Linked DNA regions of Mus musculus: region 1 is linked to region 2. A link is a contact called in public promoter capture Hi-C data. All regions are on one chromosome and are shown on one strand. The core of a region is the stretch at or near the end of the contact, and the rest is flanking DNA. Distances in the headings are between cores, read along the strand shown.

Region 1 (6,558 bases), core at 4,026-6,525, 1.0 Mb after region 2:
TGACTTGAACTGCATGAGAACTCAAGGGAACAAAGAGCCAGTAAGTCAGAAGCTCCTGACCGCCCTAACAGAGCCAGTGGAGACTGGGCAGAGGGCTTGGGCTGAGCTGACACCCTCAGCCTCATTGCCTCAAGACTCTGAAACAAACGTTTACTCATTCCACATTGGTTGAATCCAATAAACAAACCCAACACATCTGTGAAACTGAGCACATATACATCCTAAGGTTATAGCTGAACTCACAAGGCTGAAGACAATACGAGGTAAAAGGAAACAGCGATAAGAAAGCGCAGGGTGAGGTGTAGGTAGGAGAGGCTGCTACAGGCCTCAACAGCTTCGCAAAATGTCTGAAGCAGGGCCCGACACCCAGTTTCTCCCCTAATTGGGAGGGATGTTCATGGCACACCATATGCTAGAGCATATCTACTATGAAAAGGGAAAGAAAGCCAGCAACCTCCATGGACAGCAACCTCCAGACAGATCTCTAAAGGGAAAAGCAGCTCCTCACCCTGTGGCAGGTTCTCAGGAAGATCCCAAAAAGGCACTGTCTTGAAAGGAGGTGACAGCTCCATCCATGCATGTTACTACCCCAAAGACCTTCCAGGAGAACAAGCTATGGAGGTGGAGAACAGTAATATTGATATCCTAATCCGGTATATACGTGGGTGGGTGTTAGCTTTACACACACACAAATACAAATTTAAAAATACATATATCAGAAACAGCTTTCAAGTAATGATACAAAGAAAGACAACAGTGTCCTCTTCCTCAGGAAACAGCAACCAGAAGCTGCACTGGCGGGAGGGCCCCAAGGGGCCCAGGATTAGGAGACTGAAGTGTCCTCAGTGAATTTGGCAGTGGTCTTAGACGCAGCTTCGGTTACCCATTAAAAAAATCTGACATCACTTGACTTTTCCTGGGTGCATCCCTAAATAATGAGGTTCTGAGGATTCTGACAGCACAGCTGTTTATTGTGTGCTAATTTATGTATTAATTATAAGTCGTGGGTTTCATTGTGGCATTTCCACACTTGTAGAGTGTCCACTGATCAAGTTCAACTCCCATTGTCCCTGCTTGTCCAGCCCACTCCTGCTGAACCCTTCTTCCTCTCTAGTCCTCCTACCTTCACATCTTTATTAATAATTCCATTTGTTTATTTTGGGTCTTCGTTCCCTGTTAGCCCTGGTTGTCCTAGAACTCACTCTGTAGACCAGGCTGGCCTTCAACTCTGCAATCCGCCTGCCTCTGCCTCATGAGTGTTGGGATTAAAGGCATGTGCCACCACTGCGCAGCTAATTTTTTCTTTTTTAATTATTTGTATGGATGTGTGCAATGTTGAGGCCAGAAGGTAATTTGTGGGGGTTGGTTCTCTTCTTCTACTTTGGATCCTAGGTATTAAATTGTCAGATTGTCAGACTTCTGCAAGTGCTTTTAGCTGAGCCATCCTGCCGGCGGGCCCTATTGTTTTTTAAATGACCCACATGAATCACAGAAGGAGCGGAAGTGAGGGGTTCATAAGCAGATGAGCACCTGACCAGCAGGGTGCACTACTACACTGGAGGGAGCACCTTTCCCTCTCCCAGCAACAGCTGCCTGTATATAACTCCTCAAGGGTAGGAGGACCTCAGGAGCTTCCCTCCTCCACGGTGGATGCTATTGGGGTCAGTCTTGTGTAAGTAGCCACAGCTGTCGGGGTTTTCGGGCATGCAGTAGCCATGTTATGGCTGGAAGTCAGCATTCCACAGGACTGAGCCCATTTCTTCACCTCTGACTTTTTTCTCCTTTTGATTCCCTCAGTGTTCCCTGAGGGGTGTAGAAATGTCTCCTTTGTGGCTGAGGACTCAACTCTTATTCTCTCCACTTTGACCAGTGATGGGCTTCTTTCTTGAGGTAATTGGGTTGTGTAATTGGTTTGGGGTCTTTGGGGGTTTTTTTTGGGGGGGGAGGTGTTTGGGTTGTGTTTTTGTTTTTGGGTTTTGTTTTGGTTTTTGGTTTTTTTTTTTTTTTTGGTTTTTTAAGACAGGGTTTCTCGGTTTAGCCCAGGCTGGCCTCGAACTCAGAACTCTCTCTGCCTCTGCCTCTGCCTCCCAAGTGCTGGGATTAAAGGCGTGCGCCACCACTGCCCGGCCAAAAAGAGAGTTATATCCGTGAGTTTTGTCTGCTGTTTGTGTGTGTGTGTGTGTGTGTATGTATTTTTCCCTGGAACTGGAATTACAAATGGTTGTTAGCCACTGTTTGGGCACTAAGATTGGACCTGAGTCCTCTAGAAGGGTAGCTAGTGCTCTTAAACCTCCAAGCCACCTCTGCAGCCCATGGCTTTGCTTCTTTACACTCAAAGCCATCACATTCATTTCTCCCCTCTTGATTCCATCCTCTGCTCCCCTTAGATTTTCTTATGGATGAAGAGTGAGTTTGAAGACCCTACCTTCGGTTGCTAGCTCCTTGGCTCTCAGGGGTTGCTGCAACTCAGTGGGCCTTAGTTTTTTGTTTGTGGCTTACAACCATCCATAACGAAATCTGATGCCCTCTTCTGGAGTATCTGAGGACAGATACAGTGGACTTCATATAATTAATTAATTAATTTTTAAAAACCTGGAATACAGTCACACATTTCTTAGTGTGGTAAGTTCTGAGAACTGCACAGTTAGGTGATTTAGCTGTGGTACACACATCATGGAGTGTGCTTACATAAAGATGGTAGTATATTCATAAGCCTGACCGTCATGTTACTGTACTGAATACTGCAGGCAGTTGTAACATAATGGTGAATATTAATGTTTAAAAATAGAAGGACAGCAAAAAATAGGGTGTAAAAATTAAAATGATACACCTTCTAGGCACTTGCCATGAAGAGATTGCAGGACTGGAAGTTCTGTGTGAGCCAGTGAGTGAGTGGGTGTGAGCACAGATGCCTGGTTAAACTGGGCACTACACTAGAGTTCAGCATTGGCTTAGCTATACTATTCATAAAAAACGTTTTCTTTCTTCTATAATAAACGTTAATATGCCTTTATTGATTTCATAAATTTATTAATTTTTTAAACTTTGACTCATATAATAACACTTGGCTGAAAACGTGAACACATTGTACTTAGTATCACTGTATTTTATTCTTCTATTAATTTTTCTTCATACTCATTTCACTTTATTTTTCTTATATAGAATCTCTTATGTGGTAGCAACAGCTGGAGCCTGGGTCTTCTGAACAGAGACTCTGGTATGGGTTTCTACAAGATGGTCAGTGTACTGGTAAGGAGACTTGATAAACACGGTCTCTTTCCAGAGTCTGGGGGTCAGGTATTGTAGGTCTAGGAGATGCCATAACAAATGACCTTGGCAAAGTTGCCCAGGGTGGCAATGCAGCTCCTGGCTTATGTGGCACAGTCATCAGTGCCAGCACCTCTTTGGACACCACCATAGTGGTCTCCTACCTTGCACAGAACAGTGTGGGGCTTGACAATCTTGCTCTCCTAGTAGCCTCTCCACACAGGGACGAGGGAAACACCAAAGAGAGCTAGCTCCCCCACAAAACTGACCATGCTGCTACCACAGGCTTGACTTGAACACACCAGTTCAGAGAGGCTCATTCCCCTCTCTGAAGCTCTCTTCCTACTCCCTCCACAATAGTCTCTTCAGATCACCAAATCCAGGTTCACCAAGTGCCACCTATGTGCCAAGTACTAGGATCCCCTGCAAACAGGTAGACAAAGTCCCTTCCTAGGAGAGTCCCAAGACCTCTCATCTTCAAGCTGCCTCAGTGACACTCCAAGCCTCAGCCAGCCTCCATTGCATCTAAATGTGAATGAATGCTTTAAATGCAATAGTCCTGATCGTCATAAAACTCCAAACCCATGTCCACAGATCATTCTGAAATGCCACCTAGACCTCTAGTCAGTCTCAATTCCTTAAGTCAATAAAGCGGTAACTCCCCCACCCCCATCTCCCACAGAAGCCTTCCTTCCTGTGCTTTAGTGATTGTCAGCTCCATCCTTTCAGTTGCCTGGCAACAAGCTTGACAGGGAGAAAAATACACTTACATTTAAAATTCTAAGTGCAAAAAAATACATATAATTTACTACTAAAGACAGTCATTATATAGTAATAAAATATAATTTATCACTAAACATAATAAATACTAAACAGTCTATATACCTACAAAACCAAACAAAATTAAGTAAAAGACTTAGAAGCCAAGAAGAGATACAAGTCTCATTTCCAGTTTCTCTACTGGAAAAAAACACATTAAAATTCCACACAAACCTTAAAGACATGCTCTATTCTTAGGTTGAAAAAAATATATATAAAGCTATCAGCCCGTCCTGTTCCAAAACATGAACTGAAGGTCCCTGTAAAACTTTCAATCAAATTCCATATAGAAAAATTAATTCCTATAAAGTAAAGTCTAGGGAAAATGATTAAACATGACTCTTACCAAGTGTTAAAATGTGTTAGAAATCCATCAGAATCTTTTCCAAACAAAAGAAATATATAGTTTCGTGTTTGTAAGTAACAGAAAACCATCCACAAGAACAAATGAAACCCTAAGGTAGGTCAGCAGAAAATGGCACTTAAAGAGCAGGTAAGAGCAGCACAGACCTGAGCCTATGCCTCTCCTGGAGGCTGGAAGGGGATAAGGTTCCCTCATGCAAACTGGCAGTGAGAGCAAATGGGTAGACTCTCGGGGGCCAATTCAGCAACAGCCATCAAAATTTAAAAACCCTTCTGACTCAGTAATTCCTGTTCTGGGAATTCACCCAACTGATACGCGTACACATGTTCCAAGAAACACACACAAGCATATTCGCTGCAGCAGCATCTGTGACACCAGCATCCTGTAAACAGCTTAAATACACCCCACCCCAGGGACCCATTAGATAATGACTCCAATGACTCTAATCCATAGGGTGTAATACTCTATAGCAGTCAAGAAAAACCCTGGCTACTACGTGTCAGTCACTGAAAAGCTTCTGAAAATTCACAAGATATACAAACCACACCCAGACCTATTAGACAGTGAAGGGGCCCAGCAATTTCCGTTCTGCATCCCCAGTGAGGGTAAGTTCAACAGTAGTGCAGAACCTTGGGGCCAGCCATTCCAGGGGGAAAAGGCCCAGATGACACCCTCAGCAGCAACGCGAGCACAAGCCACTTCTCTGGACTGCAAGCTAGGAGAGCAACAGTCCTACCCCAGGTCATTTTAAGGACTATAAAAACGCACATGTGTGCTAAGGAGAGGGTGCCTGGCAACAGAAAGCACCAAGTCAGTACCAGCCGTTTATCAAGCCTGAGCGATCAGAGCACATTTAGGGGATGTGGCAAAGTCAACAGTCACAGATGTGCTGTGTATACACATGTACTGGGTATTATAGGCAAAGTATATGCACACACGAATAAATTTTACAAAAAACACTATGAACAAATTGTCTCCAGGAAGAACAATTTATTTCCATTACATAGCCTTGTAACTTTAAAAATGTTACCCTTAATCCAACTGTGACTTACAAGAAATAGGACAGAGGACATGCTGAACCAGCTCACAGTTAACAATCAGTAAAAGTCACAGTGGCAAGCCCAACAAACAGCCTGATTTCTTTCTCTTCTCTCTTTCCCTCTCCCTCTCCCTCTCCTCTCCCTCTCTCCCTCTCCCCCTCTCCCCCTCTCCCCCTCTTCCCCTCCCTCTCCCCCTCTCCCCCTCTCTCTCTTCCTTCTTTAAAAACGCTTCTGTGGAATTAACCCAGGGCCTTGCACACTACCTTCGGGACAGGGAGAAGAAACTGTCAATTCTGAGCCGTTGGTGTTTGCGGGGTTTTTATAGTCAGATTCAAAAAAAGCATACACCATCAGAAGGAAACAAAGTTTAAACACTTGCTGAAAACACTAAGATGAAATATTATGAGGCAGATCGTTTCAAAATAACAGAAGACAGGGGAGAAGGCCAGACAGTGAGGCTGTCGGGAGTCCTGCACTCTTATGCCCACTGTGACTTCTACTTCAAATTCTACCTAACAAACGCTTTATGAAAAAAAGCAATCTTGCACTCGCAACACACATGCGTGTGTGCGTGCGCGCGCGTGTATGTGTCTGAACACATTTTTTTTTTCAGGTTACTTTTACCTCCACCCCAAGACCCTTCTGATACAGCTTCAATATCAAAAAACCACAAGCTACTGTTTCCTAAAAACAAAGCCTGCTAAGTCTCACTGTGATATTTAAAAACAAAACAAAAAACAAATAAGCTGCCAAATTTTTAAAAAAATGAAAAGCAAAACCAACACCAACAACATTATACCTGCAATCCTAGTACCAGAAAAGCCAGTGAGGCTAGACAACAGGTTCCTAGCTCAAGAGTAACTTATCAAGCGCCTGCTAGAAAGCCAAGTCTTCCTAGTGTGATTTAATCAGGCCCTCATGGCTGGTGTCTGAGCTTCCTTTTAAAGCAGCAATTTCAAGGTGAGTTTGTCTGCAAGATGAAACAGCAGGAAAGCTCCACAGAGTGCAGAATCTAAGGTGACACGTGAACGCCCCTCGCCTCCTAGTGTTCCACTTACTCTCTAGATT
Region 2 (6,602 bases), core at 4,042-6,541:
ACACCAGCACACCCACACACCCACACACCAACACCCACCCACACACACTGACACACCGACACACACACACCAACATACCAGCACACCCACACACCAACACACCAACACCCACACCCACACCCACACCAACACACTGACACACCGACACACACACACCAACACACCAACACCCACACACACACACACACACCCCAGCACACCAACACACACACAAGGTATCTATATATCTATATCTACATCTACATCTATATATCAATGTAGATATGTAGATATATAGGTATATAGATATATAGATATATAGAGAGAGTTGTTTTTTTGAGACAAGGTCTCTTTATGTGGTCTGGTCTTAGCTGCCCTGGGACTCAATATGTAGAATAGGCTGACCTCAAACTTGCAGAGATCAACCTGCCTCCTCCTCCAGTGCGCCAGAATTAAGGGTGTGAATACCCAAACCCAAACAATAATTTTAGAAACTTTAAAAACAAAACAAAACAAAACAAAAACACCAAGTCCCCACCATGTAGAGACTCATATCCCCGGAGCCGGCCTGCAGGCTGCTGGGTTGTACCCAGCAGGTAGGAGCATAAGCAAGTGTGTAAAACTTAACATCCAGTTCAGGGCTCCAGGGACTCCCAACTCAGGCTGGTCCAGGACTCCTGAGTGAAGGAAGGGAGAGAGGATCACCTGGGTATCGCTCAGAAGCTTGAGGCTCAGGCACCCTTGGGGCCCAGATGAGCATCGTCTGTGCAAGCTCACACATACAGCTTGGGGGCGTCTGTGGGCACGCACAGGTGGAAGCACTTTCGAGGGCATGTGTACCTACAAAGGCTTGGAAATGTGTGGGCAAGGACATGCACAGACCCACAAAGCACACAGACTTGTATACAAAGATCAAAGCCCACACAAGACAACATGTTCCTGCAGAAAAGCCTGCCCACCATGCAAACGTATCTCACACGCTCTCGAGCACACACACACACACACACACACACACACACACACACACACACTGTGGATAGACAGAGGTCATGTCCTGTGCATGTTTCCACACAAGCGCACAGTGCCGTATAATCTCGCCAGGCACACACGTGTGCTCATACACAAACTGGCAGAGGCAGGTGCAGCAGGGCTCGCATGCATTAGAGTCTGTGCACATTCATCCATGCGTCGCATGCATGTGAACATCCCCTCCCCCGGCTGTGGACCAGGCGAGGGACAGTGTGTCCTTTTCCCTAGAGGGAGGGAGACATTTTCCCCTTCCTTAATTAAAGGTCTTAATTAAAGGCTGTTCTTTGGTATTTGCTACATGGTGAACTCTAACCCCTAGGAAGGACATTTGGAGCCAGTAGCTGGCCAGACATTTTATAGAGGAAGGGACACTTAGACCTGGTGGAGTTCAAGGTTAGCACCTGGTGGTCAAGCTCACAGGCCACAGCATAAGCGTAAGGCCCCCTCTTGCTGATATTTCAGGAATATCAGGAGAGTTTTCTTGTTTTTTTTTTTTTTTACATTTATGTATGTGCACATGTGTGTGCATATATGTATATGTATTTGCATGTGCATTTGTGTGTTTGCTATGTATATATATATATATTTGTATGCATGTGTGTATATGTATCTGTGTGTGTGCATGTTACATGCATGTGTGTGCGCACACATGTGCACAGGCCTAAATGTGTATGAAGTCAGAAGCCAAGTTGTGGAAGTCAGTTTGTTCCTTCTAAGGTGGGTCCTGGGAATTGAACTCAGGTCATCAGGATTGGTAGCAAGCACCTTTACCTGCTGAGCCATCTCAATGGTCCGTGCAAACAGCTTTTTTTGCAAAGCATTCATCATGTGTGGTCACGCTGGCCATGGAATTCAGTCCACCCTGGCTCCGCATTGTCCCCAAGTCCCGCTGCTTCAGTCCTTCACTCTGCTCACACCTCTTGAGCGTTCTTGTGGCCAAGCTGCCCCTTCTCCCACTTTGATCTTTAGAATCTATTTACAGAGCTCCACCCCCTCACTCTGGCAACTTCTATGCATCCTTTGGGTCTTAACCTCAAGGTCCACACAGGCACAGCAGCTCTGAGCCATATTCTCTCCCACAAGTGAGGGGAAGAGAGCCTAAGCAGGGACCGGGTCCGTACAGAAGTCAACCCAGGCCTGCTCAGAGGTGTTTATTAATTGACTGTGTGACTGAACACAGTAGACTGGGCAGAAGAGTGAAGACCCAGGGCTTTCAGAGAGACAGCCCACCATCCTGAGGACTTCCTTCCCTGGGGTGTGGTCAGTGATAAGGTGCCTGAGAGCCAGGCAAGGCTGAGCTGGGAGGTAGGGCCTGGGCAGGGCTGGAAGGAGACAATACAACCCTTCCTGTCCCCCCCCCACCACACACACACACCTTGACCCACTCAGCACCCCCAGAGCCTCCAGAGGCCACCAAAGGGGGAAGAAACAGGCCAGACCAGCTCAGCCTGGCACCAGCCACCCTCTCTAGTGGACCTACACACTGCCCTCCACTTCCCGCAGCGAGGGGCCCAGGGGACTTTGTCTTCACAGGGCCCAGGGCTGCGATCCGGAACAGAGATAGGAGCTAATTGCAGAAGGCAGCCAAGCGGGCCAGGGGCCAAGGGCCGTTATGAAAAGAAGAGCAAAGAACTGAGGCTGAGGTGGGGGTGGGGTGACAAGAGCCAGAACCCGAGCCACATCCTGAACCACACCAGGATGCGCCTCCGGTCCCGGGACAGTTTCCCTGGACCTTGCTATGCCCATCTGCAAATGGAGAGAGCAGAATGGCTTCCACGCACAGTGCTCTCAGCAAGCCTTCCCCTACTGTCCATCCGTCATGCCCTGGGGTGCCACAGTCAGCTATGGCAGACGACAGCCCAGCTGGAGGGGGCCAGGGTCTTCCCTTGGGGCCCAGGACACTAAAGTCATATCTTCACAAGGTTCCGTGAGCTTTACATATCAGGAAACTGAGGGTCTGAGAGGAGGCACCTACCTGGGTTAGCCATGTGGGCGTAGAACTGGGATATGTGAATGCTGGAACCAGTCAGAGAAGTAGGGCTGAGGCGAGGAGGGATGTCACAGGGCCAGGAAGTCATCCTACTATGGGATGCGGACTGGCAGCAGCCAAGTGTTCCAAGGTGGCTCTGCAGAGCCCCTGGGCATCCTAGTTGTAGGGGCTCAGTCTCACCACATTCCTGGGGTTGGGGGTGGCCCTTTGGATGCCTTCCCGGGCCTCCCCCTCCTCAGCACAAAGCCTCTTTTCTGCCTTCAGTCCCTCAGCTGCCAAGGGGTGCCCGGGGCGCCTGGCTGGGAGTGGAGGAAGGGTTGACAAGGCGCAACATCCTCATACTGTCTCCAAGATACTGAGACAGGGCCACGAGGGGAGGTCCCGGCAGCTAACGTCCACAGGTAACTCTGGTTTTAGGTCCCTACCCTACTTCAAGATGGTAACCAGTGGGGCCCCAATGTGCGTGGCCTGTGCTCTCAGAACAAACCTTCAGACACAGGATAAGCAAAAGGGGAAACTGAGGTTCACGGCCATCAGTCTCGGTGTCTGTAAAATGGGTATGAGGGGGCTGCTGCAAGAGCTTTGTGACAAGACTATACAGAGGGACAGACTGGGTGAAACCCAGACACCTGCCCACAGGCAGAGTCCCCACACAGGAAGCCGGGGACACGGAGTACAACTCGGAAGTGGTGGCCTTGGGCCAGCTGGAGGGAAGTGTCTCACCCATCACCCCAAGTCTGACCCCAGGAAGCCCTAGATCCTCACCCCTCTTATGTGGGGCTTACTCTATGAAGTGGGACAGATAATTCCCCACTCTCAGACTTTGTTTCTTTCTCTATAAAACAGACAGCAGAGAGAAGCAAGCCTAGATAGCAGCTGGGAAGGTTCTAGAAGCAATGGATGCAGGAAAAGTGCCAGCCCACACCAGCTGTGGTTGGCACACTGTAGGGGTGCTGTGGCATCTGCCACATCTGCCACTCGGCTGTTCCCATCTCAGACAGCTAACTGCCTGACCTCTGCTGCCTCAGCCACTTCTACCCCTGAGCCTGCTCTACCCGGTCACCTGCTTTTGCTAGCTCCCAGGGGGGGTTGCTGGCCTCTGACCACAAGAAAGGGAAACTTCTAAAAAGAAAGAAGTGAGGCCACAGGGGGGTGGGGCCCTCACGGGCCTTTGAATGGGCTGAAAGGCCTAAGAGGCCTGGTTAGTCCACATTGTCTGTCCTGGAGACAGGGGCAGGGGCTACAGGCAGAGCAGGGGCCAGGGCAGGTTCAAACTCTGCCATCGAGTCCAGAAAGGGAGAGCTGAATCCCAGCTCTTCCATGAATACCCACCACGAGCACATTAGTCTCAGTTTGCCCCTCTATTGAGTGGGGACAAGTTTCCCTACATCCTCCAGTCTTGAAGGCACTGTCTAGAAAAAGCCCCACAGGACCCGATCCTGGGAAACACTCCACAAAGGCCGGCAGAGAGTCATAGGCTTTTGGGAGGTCCAACCAAATGCCAGGTCCCAGGGGGCCTCTGACACTGACCCACTGTGCAGTCTCCACCCCAGTCCTTCCTCCGAGTGAAATAAATAGCTGGGACATAAAAAAAGAAAAAAGAAAAAAAAAAAGAAAGAAAGAAAGAAGAAAAAGACAGTAGCAGGGGAAAAGAGAGGGGATTCCTGAAGGGCTGGCTAAGGGGTGATCCTGGCATTTTACATGTACATGAAGGGAAGGGGGGCTTGGGCGAGACCCACAGAAGTCCTGGGAAGCTCTGTTGCATTGCCATGGGTCCACCTTCTGGGGCCTCCGGGATCTCAGTAGGGGAGGCCGTCTGTTCTTTCACACAGAAGTAGGTGAGCCGGCTATCCTGAGCACAGCGTGCCAAACCCCTGCTCCCACTGCTTATGGTATAGAGATGAGCGATGGAGCCCCTGCAACAGTCTCGGACTGCCTCCGATGTCCCGGGATTGCAAGGAGCTGGGGTCGGGTCTCTGTCCCAGTCCTAGGGTTGCATGGAGCTGGGGTCGGGTCTCTGTCCCAGACCCTGAAGTTGCACAGAGCTGCGATCGGGTCTCTGCCCCAGTCGCGGGATTGTACGGAGCTGGGGTCGGGTCCCTGTCCCAGTCTCGGGGTTGCACGGAGCTGGGGTCTGCTTCCCTCACCCCAGTGCTGGGATTGCACAGAGCTAGGGGAGACTTACCTGCGACCCGAGAACCGGGCGCCCGGGACGCTCCACGCGGCGCCGCCTCCCGGGAGCAGGAGCCCGAGGCAGAGCAGCGTCCAGGCCCGCGGGCCGCCCATGCTGTCGTCCCCACCGCAGCCGCGGGCGCGCAGAGCCGGTTCCGGGCGGAGCAGGGCGGGGGCGCTCGGCTTCGCCCGCCCCTCGCCCCCCGCCCCCCGCCAACCCGGAAGCCGTCCGCGCCCCCGCCAGGACGCCCTCCAGGTGCCCACCTGAGCCGCAGACTGGGAAACTGAGGCCCTGGCCGCACCCGCCCCCTCGTCCCCGCAACGCTGCCAGGACCTGAACCCACCACTCCAGAGCGATCGCCTCTGGACGCACATCTTTGACATCTTTGCGGAACTGGGTTCCCGAAACACACAGGATCTTCCCATCGACCTAACACAGGCTTCCTGCGCGAGCTGTGCCATTGTCCCAGGCATCTCACCCCATACATCCTGCCCTGACTAAAGCTTTCATCACTCCGTGTTGGGCTGGCTAGGTCGCCCATGTTACGGAGGAGAAACCCGAGGCTCAGGTGCTCCCGCGTCCCCTAAGTGCAGTGACCCTTATACCTGTTTTACAGGGAGACACTAAGGCCCAGAGCACTCTGGCAGAGTAACCCCAGACCCACAATCCCCTCATCTCAGTGTTGGGGTCTAAGCACAAGTGTAGACAGCATTTTGGCATAGGCCTCAATTTCCCATTCCCTAAGGTAAGGACTGGCTGAGAGCAGAGGGCCTGGGTGGGACTCAGGCACATTCCACGCGGCATAGCAGGTGCGAGGAGTTTGCCTGTGCTGACATGATAGACTATTTGTGTGCATGGATAATGTTGTATGCATGCACGGCGCTGTAAACATGTATGTGCTGAATCTGTGTGTACACGATGTGTTTGTGAGCATGGGCAGTATTTGCTTATGTACGCCATATTTGAATGAACAATGTATGTGTTTGTGTGGTGGGCATGTGTATGCATGTATGTCTGTGTACACGTGAGATGCCTGTATGCATGCATATCATGTTTGTGTACACGTGTGCATGTGTGTGTATATGAACATGTGTGTATATGAACATATATGTACATATATGTACACACATATATGTACATATATGTACACACATATATGTACATATATGTACACACATATATGTACATATGTGTGTATATGAAGTATGATTTTCTTTCTTTCTTTCTCTTTCTTTCTTTCTTTCTTTCTTTCTTTCTTTCTTTCTTTCTTTTAGATGAGCTCTCTATATGTCCTGGCTTGGTCTGGAACAAATACACACACACACACACACACACACACACACACACACACACACATATATAATATGGCTAGCTTTCATTTCACAGAGGTCTGTCTGCCTCTGCCTCCTGCATGCTGGGTTCGATACTGTG

The links. Promoter capture Hi-C pulls out the DNA fragments that hold promoters and counts their contacts.
Region 1: a contact with region 2 is called in a promoter capture Hi-C map of pre-B cells, with 4 times the contacts expected there. The contact joins the enhancer-like site here to the promoter of Emid1 in region 2. A contact is called at or near these places in 2 of 39 promoter capture datasets (liver and pre-B cells).

Annotation. Positions count from the first base shown.
Region 1 is chr11:6,179,511-6,186,068 of GRCm38.p6, forward strand. All of the region lies in intron 2 of Nudcd3 (NudC domain containing 3), which reads right to left. Among named protein-coding and RNA genes, the nearest start is that of Nudcd3, 18 kb to the right of the region's middle. Within about 2 kb of position 5,276, at least 95 of the 459 cell types and tissues checked have an H3K27ac peak or open chromatin away from gene starts, as enhancers often do. A contact at or near this core is called in pre-B cells, where this site is marked.
Region 2 is chr11:5,146,939-5,153,540 of GRCm38.p6, forward strand. Emid1 (EMI domain containing 1) reads right to left here and starts at 5,292. Exons shown (of 15, transcript NM_080595.3): 1 at 5,184-5,292. The coding sequence starts at 5,284.